Linked DNA regions of Mus musculus: regions 1, 3 and 4 are each linked to region 2. A link is a contact called in public HiChIP or PLAC-seq and promoter capture Hi-C data. All regions are on one chromosome and are shown on one strand. The core of a region is the stretch at or near the end of the contact, and the rest is flanking DNA. Distances in the headings are between cores, read along the strand shown. Region 1 overlaps Anks1 (ankyrin repeat and SAM domain containing 1). Region 2 holds the start of Uhrf1bp1 (UHRF1 (ICBP90) binding protein 1). Region 3 holds the start of Nudt3 (nudix (nucleotide diphosphate linked moiety X)-type motif 3). Region 4 overlaps Anks1 (ankyrin repeat and SAM domain containing 1).

What was found. HiChIP or PLAC-seq counts read pairs in DNA pulled down with a chosen protein or histone mark. Capture Hi-C pulls out chosen DNA fragments and counts their contacts.
Region 1: a contact with region 2 is called in an H3K4me3 HiChIP or PLAC-seq map of forebrain, with 3 times the contacts expected there. The contact joins the enhancer-like site here to the promoter of Uhrf1bp1 in region 2. A contact is called at or near these places in 4 of 39 promoter capture datasets (embryonic stem cells, hippocampal neurons and trophoblast stem cells), 3 of 484 Hi-C or Micro-C datasets (the HPC-7 cell line, LSK cells and large pre-B cells), 7 of 115 datasets of contacts at active chromatin or transcription factors (the 230-238 cell line, the HPC-7 cell line, bone marrow-derived macrophages and 2 more) and 4 of 9 other capture datasets (adipose tissue, embryonic stem cells, liver and 1 more).
Region 3: a promoter capture Hi-C map of liver shows a contact between it and region 2. The contact joins the promoter of Nudt3 here to the promoter of Uhrf1bp1 in region 2. A contact is called at or near these places in 1 of 39 promoter capture datasets (the SN4741 cell line), 9 of 115 datasets of contacts at active chromatin or transcription factors (the HPC-7 cell line, the SCID.adh cell line, bone marrow-derived macrophages and 6 more) and 3 of 9 other capture datasets (adipose tissue, liver and pancreatic islet).
Region 4: an H3K4me3 HiChIP or PLAC-seq map of bone marrow-derived macrophages shows a contact between it and region 2, with 4 times the contacts expected there. The contact joins the enhancer-like site here to the promoter of Uhrf1bp1 in region 2. A contact is called at or near these places in 3 of 39 promoter capture datasets (the C10 cell line and embryonic stem cells), 1 of 15 datasets of contacts at CTCF or cohesin (large pre-B cells), 5 of 484 Hi-C or Micro-C datasets (cerebral cortex and embryonic stem cells), 5 of 115 datasets of contacts at active chromatin or transcription factors (bone marrow-derived macrophages, effector CD8 T cells, embryonic forebrain and 1 more) and 3 of 9 other capture datasets (adipose tissue, embryonic stem cells and pancreatic islet).

What each region holds. Positions count from the first base shown.
Region 1 is chr17:28,041,062-28,043,761 of GRCm38.p6, reverse strand. Anks1 (ankyrin repeat and SAM domain containing 1) reads right to left here. Exons shown (of 25, transcript NM_181413.4): 14 at 1,086-1,192. Among named protein-coding and RNA genes, the nearest start is that of Gm35290, 35 kb to the right of the region's middle. Within about 2 kb of position 1,306, at least 69 of the 459 cell types and tissues checked have an H3K27ac peak or open chromatin away from gene starts, as enhancers often do. A contact at or near this core is called in forebrain and hippocampal neurons, where this site is marked.
Region 2 is chr17:27,855,133-27,857,832 of GRCm38.p6, reverse strand. Uhrf1bp1 (UHRF1 (ICBP90) binding protein 1) reads right to left here and starts at 1,326. Exons shown (of 21, transcript NM_001080769.1): 1 at 1,039-1,326. The coding sequence starts at 1,082.
Region 3 is chr17:27,622,020-27,624,719 of GRCm38.p6, reverse strand. It overlaps Nudt3 (nudix (nucleotide diphosphate linked moiety X)-type motif 3), which reads left to right and starts at 1,268. Exons shown (of 5, transcript NM_019837.2): 1 at 1,268-1,633. The coding sequence starts at 1,535.
Region 4 is chr17:27,993,318-27,996,017 of GRCm38.p6, reverse strand. It overlaps Anks1 (ankyrin repeat and SAM domain containing 1), which reads right to left. Exons shown (of 25, transcript NM_181413.4): 11 at 1-84. Among named protein-coding and RNA genes, the nearest start is that of Gm35290, 13 kb to the left of the region's middle. Within about 2 kb of position 1,262, at least 47 of the 459 cell types and tissues checked have an H3K27ac peak or open chromatin away from gene starts, as enhancers often do. A contact at or near this core is called in bone marrow-derived macrophages and embryonic stem cells, where this site is marked.

The DNA of each region.
Region 1 (2,700 bases), core at 57-2,556, 190 kb before region 2:
GTCAGGACAAGTGGGCACAAGTGAGAGAGAGCTCTGCTTCAAGGTTACAGTCTGAAACCCCCAGGACTAGGAGAGGAGGAGACAGGCCTCCCAGAAAATGGGGGAACGGAGCAGATGGGTCTGTCCGCCTTACCAAGATGCATAGCATATAAATGACAGTGTTCAGAGAGTGACCTTTTGCCTTGTGCCTCCCAAGTGCACAATTCCACCCTACCAATCACCATCAGTGTGACCCTGAGCAAACCACATAGCCTCTGCTTTCATGTGGGAAACAGGGAGAGACACCAGCACAGAGCTCAGATATTATCAACTGCTGAGATTGGTACCCAGCTCACAGGAAGGATGTGAGCTGTCACAGCTACTGCTGTGACATCGAATGGCCCGCTCCTGAGCATGACTTAGCTCAGGCACTGCCTTGAATGGCTCACTAGGACGCACTGGGCAAGGCTTCTTGGAGACGGATGACAATGGGGCCACTGGCTCCTGAGAGCAGGGTTTAAGCTGAGTCCCAGCTGCTCAGAGAGCAGGGGTGAGACGCCGGCTTTCCCTTTGACCTCTTGTACTCCCTGTGAGTGCAGGATGAACCTCAGAAAAGCAACCAAGCCACCACTCAGCCCTCCTCTGGTCAGCTCTGAGGCCAGGCACATGTGAGGCTCTCTGGTTTCCTCTGCTTGGAGGGGCAGGAGGAAACCTTTGCTACAGTGACAACAGCAACATTCTGGAAAGTAAGGGAACTCCTGGCATCCAACTGAGATGGGTCATGGGGTGCCTGGCTGCCCTGCCCACCAAAGCTGCTAGCCAGGGTACCTCAGCACATAGCACACCAGCATCCAGTCTAAGAAACAGGGCTGGGGCTGGGGTCTGAGTTAGGGATTCCAAGAGTGCTCCCACTGAGTGGCACTTGGGCCACAGGTAGTAGGGCCAGGACAGTCGGCAAAGTTAGCTTCAGTTACCCAGCTGACTTCCGGGTGCCCACGGCCCCTATGGTTCTCCTCTGTGGCTTATGTCCTCTTTCACACTCCAGCTGGGTGGGCCAGCTTCCAGCAAGCAGCACCAGCCTGGGCCAGCACATCTGACGTACTCACCAGGAAGCGGACATCATCAAAGCCGTTCAGCAGCAGCTTGCTCTCGTACTGCTGCAGGCCAATCGACTCCAGCCACTCCCCGACGCTCTGCTCCAGCGTCCGAGAACCTGACGAGAGAGGAATCGGCAGACGCTTGAAAAGGGAGAACCCGTTAAGGCGGTAGCAGCGGCACTCAGAGGAAGACAGGTGGCACTGCCACATCATAGTCATTACCATGAGGCAGTCAGACTATGTACAAGAGAGCAGAGAGCAGGCTCTCGGCTTTTCTTCTCTGTACAGGCAGGGACGGAGCTGCCTAGCGCTGGATGTGAGCCAACTCGGGTGGCTGCTGCCCACACACACCCCACGGTAGGAGCTGGCCGGGGCCGGGGCCGAGGCTGTACATGCACGATCACAGCCCAGGGTCAGGGGAGCCAACCCCCAGTGGTCTCTGGGTCAACTCCTCAACGTCCACACAGAGGCATGGCAGAAAGTCTGTCCCCACAGGCACTAGAAGGGAACACCAGAGCTCTAAGTGCCCGCCAGCCTGGCTGCTCCTCCCATCCATGCAACTTCTGGAGCTGCCGTGGGGCTGTGGCGAGGGGCTAGTTCTGCGACCTTGCAGCAGAGACCAGTCAGGAGACAACGCGAGTCTTCATGCAGCAGAGGGACACAGGCACACAGCGAGGGCTCTGGGAAGGAAGCGGCGGCGCTCATGGGGACCCAGCACATGCAACGCAAGCAGCACGCAGAACGGCGGGGGCAGAGAAGGGTCTTTTACTTGTTTTCCCCCAGCAGTCCCGGAATAAGCAAACCATGGCCCCGAGCTCCACGTGCTCCCAGCTCAGGACAGCCGGGTGGGCTGGAGTGTGGGAACCAGGCTCAGGGATGGCTCTGCTGGGTCAGTGGCCGGCCGACCAGGGCTCATCTACAGATAGCCTCTGGAGGCTGGCAAGTGGGGTGCCCCCTGGGCTGAGGCGCTGCTGCCTTCCTGGCCTGGGCTGGCATCCAGGAGCGTGGCGTTCATGCTCCCTGTCTTCCGTGGTGGTTCCTATGACCTGCCTGCCTGCTTAGGGGGCAGCGGTCGGGCTGTTCAGTTCTTGGTCAAAGAAGACAAAACCAGGCAGACAGAAGAAAGAGGCACTTGTCATCAGGAGGCGGCAGTGTCTATTCAGTGTGCTGCTCTCTGGCTGAGCGACACGCACACGCACACACACACACACAAACACACACAGCTTTCTTCCCAGGGTCTCTGGTCTCTACTGATGCACAGGAATGGAGAAGGTCTTCTCACTCAGCTCTTCAGTCAGGGCTGGACCGAGGCAGTGCACGAGGGCAGATGTCCGTCCCTCCCTCCCGGCAGCCCTCAGGTGTTCAGCTGTATGCCTTCACACCCACCTGACTTCTTTAGTTCTTGTAGCACGGACAGGTAAGAGGAGGGCAAGGAGGAGGAGACAAGAGAGGTGCAAGGTGGGAGAAATTAGAGCCAACTACAGACATCACCTCCAGGAACTCTTCTTTGATGGTGAAAGTCATCCAGCTGTCACTGGCGGTCTCTGCCCTTCAAGGCAGGGCAATGCCAACTTGCTTGTCTTGGGGACCCTGCTAACCAACTGTGGCAGCCTCTGTTCCTCTC
Region 2 (2,700 bases), core at 77-2,576:
CGGCCCTTCAGTCATGCACATAACAGTTAATCAAACAAGGTATCTGAATCTAGCTAATAAATGTCTAAGATCACATAAGCCAATGTCAGCCAGGCAACGGGGGACACCACGTCAGGGACAGAGGCTCACACAAGCCCTGGTGTTCCATGTTGACTGGCAACACTCACACACACCTCTTGAAAACCACTAGTCACTGTGCTGCCAAACTCTGGATCACTAGAGCCTCTGAGACAACCTAAATTAACAACCATCACCAAGCTAGAATAAGCAGCGAAAACCAACTGCAAAGCTAGCTCCCAATTTTCGCAGCCACCCATTCTAACAAGCTGCATCATCACGCAGAGACCAGGAGTCCTTCAGATATAGCTGAAAAGTGTCTTGCCAGCTAACCCGTCATGCCCCAAATACAGAGCGACAGGACAGCTTAACAGGAGGCCACAAAGCACAAGTGGACACTGGCTGTCAAACAAACCTCCATGGCATCTTAAAGGGAAGGCTGCTGAAACTTTATCCCCCACCTCCGCTGACCTTTCTCCAATCCGTCTGTGTACGGAGAAGAAAGCGGACCCAGAAAGGAGGGAGGTCCGAAAGGACGACCAGCCTCGGGTGAAGGGTTTATATCTTTTCAAGAGTGATGCAACAGGGTCAGACAGAAGAGGAGGAGCTCGCCTCACAGAAGGAGAAAGCCGGCGTCGGCGCTGCAATCGAAGGGGACCTGGGTAATCCAGCACGGAGCGGCAAAGCCAGAAATGAACCGGCGCTGGGCGGCTCGGCAGGCGGGAAGAGGCCTCCAGGGCTGGCCTGCCAGGTTCCGTGCGGGTCTGGAAGGTACGGCCAGGAAAGGGCTGGGTGACCCGCGCCGAGGAAGGAGGCGGCGACGGGGGTGGGGAGGAAGGTGGCCCGGGCGAGGGAGTAATGCAGCGCCGACAACGGCCCGCAAGAGTTGAATCGCGCCTGCAGGGAGCCGCTCGCCCAGAGCGGCCGGAGGGAGGTCGGAGGGCTCGGAAAAGGACCGAGTACGCGGGGTGGCGCTCTCACCGGGACAGATGCTTCAAGATCTGCTTCTTAATGATCCCGGCCATGCTGCAGCCCGGGCCCGCGTGGAATGCAGGCAGACGGGCAGCCGTGGCCTCCTCAGTTGTGGAAAAGAGGCGTCCTCTCACCTCGCCGCGGCGCGGGCACCGGCTGCCGTAGCCACAGTGGCCGCCATGGCTCTCTGTCGCCCCTAACTCAGCGCCAGGAGTTCCGCCGCGTTCCCACCCGCCCGTGCGGCGCCGCAGGATCCCGCGGAGCAGAACCCAGACCGCACGCCACCCTCCGGGATCCCCGTGGCGAGAGCGCACGGCGAGGGGCGGGGACGCGCGCGGCGGCACAGGCGCAAGGGATGAGGGGCGGGGCGGCGGGAGCTCAGAGGCATAGGGGGCGGGGCAACTGCGCGGGGCGGGGCTTACACGCTCAGAGGCGGGGCTCACTCTTCCAGAAGGTAGATGGTGGCATTCGCCTTTACTCCGAACTCTCCAGAGCCAGAGGCAAGCAAATATAGGACCTTGAGACCAACCCTGTCTACATGGGGACTACCAAGACAGGGTTACATTAAGAGACCTTGTCTCTTCTGAGTTCGAGGCCAGCCTGGTCTACAAAGTGAGTTCCATGACAGCCAGGGCTATACAGAGAAACGCTGTCTCGAAAAACCACAAAAAAAAAAAAAGACCCAAGAAATCTAACCTTTAATGCTTCCAGTTTCAAGAAAAATATCTGCAGTTATTAAGCTGCTAAATACATAAGGCCTCCGTGATAAAGTGCTCGCCAAGCCTTGGGCCACTCCATTAAACACAGATGGAGGCTCCTTCCACTCTTCACTGTATCCAGGAGATACTCAGATACCATCTGACCAAAGCTACAAAACTGGGGCAAGGGCTGAATCCTGTTTCCATGCATGACAATGGCTCAGTGCAGGATCTCATTTCCCAATGCACCATTCTGACAAACTGCTGAGGTCAAAACGCCGAACAACCACAGCAAACCTAACCAACATACTTTGCTTAAAGCCCCCTTTAGGAAATTTAAATGTCTATTGATCATTAGTACATGACTCAATATACTTAACTGCCTTTTGAAAAGGGAGCAATGGAAATGAGAGCCAATGTCTTTAATTCTCGCTATTTCGTGTGGTTTTGCTTTCTTGGTAAGTTTGGCGGGAGTAGGAATTAATTACATCAAGCAAATGAGGTAAGTACTCCACTCAGACGCACCGCCCCCCAAAGACGGAGTGTTTTTATTTATCTGTGCATTCCTATGTGAGTGTGAATGTCATGTGCCCACAGAGACCAGAAGCTGTCAGATTCTTTGGCACTGGAGTTACAAGTAGTTGTGAGCCACTTGGTGTGGGTGCTGAGCACTGCACCTAAGCCCTCTAGAGCAGCACTTAGCAGGGAGCCATCTCTCCAGTCCCCAGGTCTTTTAAGTTTACTCTTGGAGCCCAGCGTGGTGGCGCAAGCCTTTAATCCCAGCACTCTGGAGGCAAAGGCAGGCGGATTTCTGAGTTTGAGGCCAGCCTGGTCTACAAAGTGAGTTCCAGGACAGCCAGGGCTACAAAGAGAACCCCTGTCTCGAAAAACCACCAAAAAAAAGTTTACTCTTGGTTGAGATTGAGACAAGGTATCCAGATATAGCCCTAGATGGCCCAGGGATTGCTATGTA
Region 3 (2,700 bases), core at 19-2,518, 230 kb after region 2:
ACTACCATATACTGGGAATTGAATCAGGGTCCTCTGGAAGAACAGCCAGTGTTCTTAATCACTGAGCCATCCCTCCAGCCCCTTCATTTAGTTTTTAAAGAAGTTAGAATATGTGTGGACACATATGTCATAGAGCACATGTAGCGGTGAAGCTTGTGGGAGTTGGTTCTCTCCTTTCGCTATGTGTGCCAGGGATCTAGCTCAGGTGGTCAGGCTCCATGGCCAGTGCCCTTTTAAACTGACACATCTCTTGGGCCCCTCTAGATTATTAATGAAGTATACTACATACAAGATGATTAAAACAGGTAACGGGGACCCGTCAGATATCCCAGAAAGGTCATTTGCAGCCAGGCCTGACCACTTAAATTCAGTCTCCTGGTCCTCTGTGGTGGGAGAAAATGGATTCGTTTAAGTTGCCCTCTGACCTCACAGAAGCAATCATGGCGCACACACCTGTCCCCACAAACGTACGCTGTGCGCTTTGGGATTTATTTATAAATCTTGAATATCTTGACAGAATTTTCTAAACGTTTAGCACACGGTAATGGTGCCCGTTTTGTTGCAGGAACGCTGTAGCCCACTTTCACGTCCTCTAAGAGGGTCATCCCAGTGTTATAGTCACGGCCAGAAACCATATTTCATGATTTACGTACGTGTGCTGTGCACACTCTTACAGTCTCTCCCTTTCTGCTCCTGTTTAAGAGGATGGCGTTCTCTCTTTTCTTTCCTTCCTTTTTTATTTTCTTTTTTGCAGTGCTGAGGTTCGAACCCAGTCCCTCAAGCATGTCGCCAGGCAAGTGGCAGCTTTTGCCTTTTTTGCACAAATGGCTGCAGGACGCACATATGTCCAGACAGCTACCAACTGACCGCAAAGAGCAGCCCCGCCCCGCCCCACTCCTGATCCCCAGCAGCTAAGGTTGACAGTCTGCGGCGAGGGACAGCAGAGCGGCGCTGTCACTCTCCCTGTCATCTGAGCGGCGCGACCTTGGATCGGGCTGGGCCGCTCAGCCGGTGACCTTGGGCGGGCCCCTGCTCTCTGCCCAGCGGCGCCCGGGACCGTGGGGTCGCGGGTGGTGCCCACGCGCCGCGCCTCACCCGGCTTCCGCCATCCCCAGCCCTACGCTGTCTGCGTAGCAGCCGCGCCAGCTTCCGCGGCCTTCAGTGCAGACGCTCTCCCGCGCCGGGCGCGATTCCGGAACGCCGTCCGCGCTGCGCACGCGCGGCCGTCCGGCGAGCCCGCGTGCCTTACGCAGCTGACGCAGCGCGTCCAAAATGGCGGCGCGGTCGTCGTCGGGGGCGGCGGCGGTAGAGGGGGCGGTGGCGGTGGCGACGGCGGCCGTGACGGCGGCGCAGGGCCTGGGCCGGGGGCAATGAGGCTGTCCCGCCGCGGAGCCGTGTAGCGGACACACAGACCCTCCTCCCCGCCCTCTCGATCGAGCCTGGGGCGCGCGCGCGCGCGGCCGCCCGCCTGCAGCAGGCTCCCCTTCCCTGGACTCCGAGGCCCCGCACGGCACCCCCCACCCGGGCCCGGAGGATGATGAAGCTCAAGTCGAACCAGACCCGCACCTACGACGGCGACGGCTACAAGAAGCGGGCCGCGTGCCTGTGCTTCCGCAGCGAGAGCGAGGAGGAGGTGAGGCGCCCTGCCGGGGGTCGGCGGCGCCCGACGGGGTTTCCTGGGGAGAAGGGGGGGTGGGGAGCGGAGTGGAGAGGGCCCGGGGCAGCGGGATGCCATCCCGCGGCGGGCCGTCGGGGGTTGGCCGCCGTTCGCCCGGGGCAGTGGCTAGGCAGCTCGGCGCTCGGCACACGTGCATGGGGCGCAGGCCGGCCTTTGTGGCGGAGCGGAGGGCCGCTCCCTCCCTCCCTCCCTCCCCGCAGGGTTGCTGCTGGCCGAGGGGAGGTGGCTGCGGGCGAGCACTGGCAGCGACAAGCCGGGGCCAGCCGTTCGATTCTAACGTTGAGCTGCTGAGTCCGTATGGTTGGAGCCTGAAAAGAAAGGGCACTGGACACGGTTGTCGTCGAGGTTGTTATTCATATTGACCGGAACACTTCACGACCATCAAAAGCTGTATTTATGAAGATCTCTGTCCCGACGTTTCTCTGCTGTGCCCAATAGGATGAGTCGTAGGGTAAGCTAGGATAATAGAACGTTTTAGAGTCTTGTTCCTTTTTCCTTAAGGAACTTAAAAAAAAATTTTTTTTTCGGCTTCACAAAGCCGTTTCTGTGGTGATGAAGCGAGATTCATGAAAGGCGCGTGGTTTGTAAATCCACAAAGAATAGCTGCTTTGGAAATTCATAAAATGCCTGTGGGGACACATTGCTGTCGTGTGTGTGCATGGTGGTAAGATGGCAGTTCGCTTGAAAACAATGAAGGGCAGTGAAACTGAGTATGTTTTATCCCGGCCCTCGGCGGTGGGCTGGGGTGGCAAGCCTGCAGTACGGTGCATCGTGTTGAAATGGGCGACAGGAACTTGACCCGTTAGTTATGAAAGGCTCTGATGAAAGGGAGGATGGACTACCAGGAATCACTGTCCGGTAGATACTCAGGAGGAGGAAGAGGAGGAGGAGGAGGGGGAATTTAAATGAAATGACGGCCTGAAGAAAATCCGTGAAAGCATTCTTTGTGCTGTTGAGGGATTGCAAAACAGGAGTTTTGGAAATGTATACTTTGTTACTTTCCTTCATTACCAAAGGTCCCC
Region 4 (2,700 bases), core at 13-2,512, 140 kb before region 2:
TTCTGCCGTGAGCAGCAGCTCATATGGGTGCTCCTCCTCTTCCTGGGGAGCACTACTCTGAATCCTGGGTCTCACAGCCAGGCCCTAGGAGACAGAAATAGCCAGACATGTTGGACAGAGGCAGGTGGCACATGACAAAGCTCTGATTCTTGCCTAGAGGTTGACATTCTGGAAACTTCATGTCCAGTGCATGAGGCTGAGACGCAGACCATAAAAGAGGGGCCTGGTGGGTGTGTGGTCCTTAGGAGCCTTCTCAAACAAATCCTCTCCCAGGGGAGTTGTGGCTTATGTGGCATACATGATGACTTCAGTTGTTACCATGTGAGCCTGGCACCCCCATGCCCTCTGCCACACACCCTCCACACTGTGATGCAGTCAGACTCCCACAGAAGCTAATGAGCACACAGCTGCTTCCTCTTGGCTTCGTGGTATTCCAAACCGTGAGCCAAAGAAATGTCTTTATTCTTTAATGTACCCAGACTTGGAGATTTTGTTGAAGCAATGGGAAAACCTAAAACAATTTCTATATGAAATCCCCACAACCTGATTAAACCATTCTTTTTTTATCTTTTTACCTCATTTTATCCTTCGATACAAATCTAAGCCTCTCTTTCCTCCCCTCTCTCTTCCACACTGCTTTCTGTGGAGACTACTTTCTTCTCCAACATGCACCTACACTTCCCAAAGGCCAGTATCTACCTCAAAAGGAAGACATGATACTCTTGATGCTCAACCCTTCACAGGTACTAGACACAAACTGGCCTGTCCGCATCCTCTTCCTCCTCCTTTGCTACTGCAGTCCTGAATAGCCGTGGGAATGAAGCAACCCCAAAGCTAGCTTTCTCCCACGTTATAAGGTGACTTCAGATTCCCTCTAACAGTCTTGACAGTCAGCAACTACGGAGTGGGTTTCTGTGGGCAACAGCAGCTCCACCTGCTGAGACAGCACTGATCAAGCAGAGACACACCGTTAGTGAGCGTCAGGAGCCGTCTGTGGCACACGGAGGGGTACGGAGACCCCTGCTCTGATGATTCTTCTCACCTGTCCTGAGCCCAGTGTGGTTAAAGGCAAGTTAAGGATAATTATATCCCAGCAATCAAGCTAGAGCACAAAACTTCCAGAGCCCAAGTGATGGGTAGAGCCTGGGCGTGAAGGGGGCGGGGCTGCGATTCTCACTGACAGATCAGCAGGTCCTCTAGGCAGAGCTCCTTAGGACACACAGATACCTGTCATTACACACTGGGAAGGCAACAGGCTGGTGACTCACCAGTCTCCTGTGGGGCTCCCTGTGACCACTTCCCCTGAAGAGAGGACAGCTCTCCTAGTCTCAGACTGAAGGAGAAGCTGATGTTTGCTTACGAGAAAGGCTGCCATTCTGACGGCAGAACAGTGTCTCTAACACTCTGTGGAGCCCAGCAGGGGCCCCTCTGTGCAAGCCACCTGGAAGCCATGGCTCCTTTACTCTGGGAGTCCTGGGCATCTCTATTCCAGGAACACAATTAAGGGAACAAAGAGGAGCCATTAAGTAGTTTGCTCGACCCCACAGGCTCTTCTGACAGGAGCTTGTGCTCTGCAGGTTTACATCACATGATCCTCAGGCAGGGCTCTGGAATCTGACTACTGCTTCTATGTCTGCTTCAGCAAGAGTTCTCCCCAGGCCCAGGAAGGCTTCCCTGAACGGGAACTGACCTGGATGCCTGACCTACAGCACGGGGCTGGACACAAGACTTCCAAGGACAAGTGTGAGCAGAGACCATCACCCACAACAGTGGGGACACAGTCACAGCTAGAGTACCTGCTTCTGGCCCATTCATCTGTAAACTCAGCAAGCCAGGCACCTGTCCAAGGTCACCCAAAGTTCACAGCAGAGCTATGCCACTAAGCACACTTCCTCAGATTCTAATCCAGACTGGCCTCAGTATTCTTACATCCAAGGTGAACGGCCTTTCCTGTTCAGCTGCAAAATGAGAGCCCTACCTGGACCCAGACAATATCCGAGGGTGTTCCTGTCTGTCCTCTTGCTCTAGCCTGACCAAGCTGTGGGATGAAATGTCAGAGCCAACAACCAACCTTTCTTCCAGCCATCCTTCCTCCCCCAGAAGCAGCCCTGAGTCACAGTGACTATGGCAGTAACTGAATTTCAACAGAAAGAATTCAGCTTTTTACTGCATTGCTCCTAAGTTCTCCTTCCCTCTTCCTCTAGGGCTGGCTGAAGCAGTGATGACTGAAAGCTGAAGCAGTGCACTGTCTGCTCTGTGAGGAGCAGCCCCGCTTGGTCACAGCATGTTGTGAGGAGCTATCACCAATTGTAGCTGGGGTGTATGTGGCTGAGGAGCCCCATGATAGAGGAGACCACAGCTACCCTCATGGCAGCTGGCAGCCTCTCAAGAGGAGTGAAAACCTGGAGGCTGGAGAGATGGCTCAGTGGGTAAGAGCACTGACTGCTTTTCCAGAGGTCCCAAGTTCAATACCCAGCAACCACATGGTGGCTCACAACCACTCGTAATGAGATCTGATGCCCTCTTCTGGTGTGTCTGAAGACAGCTACAGTGTACTCATATAAATAAAATAAATAAATCTTTAAAAAAAAAAAAGAGGGGTGAAAACCTTGTGTGTGTGTGTGTGTGTGTGTGTGTGTGTGTGTGTGTGTGTGTGTCTGTGTCTGTGTCTGGCATCATGATGGGGCCATTACTTGAATA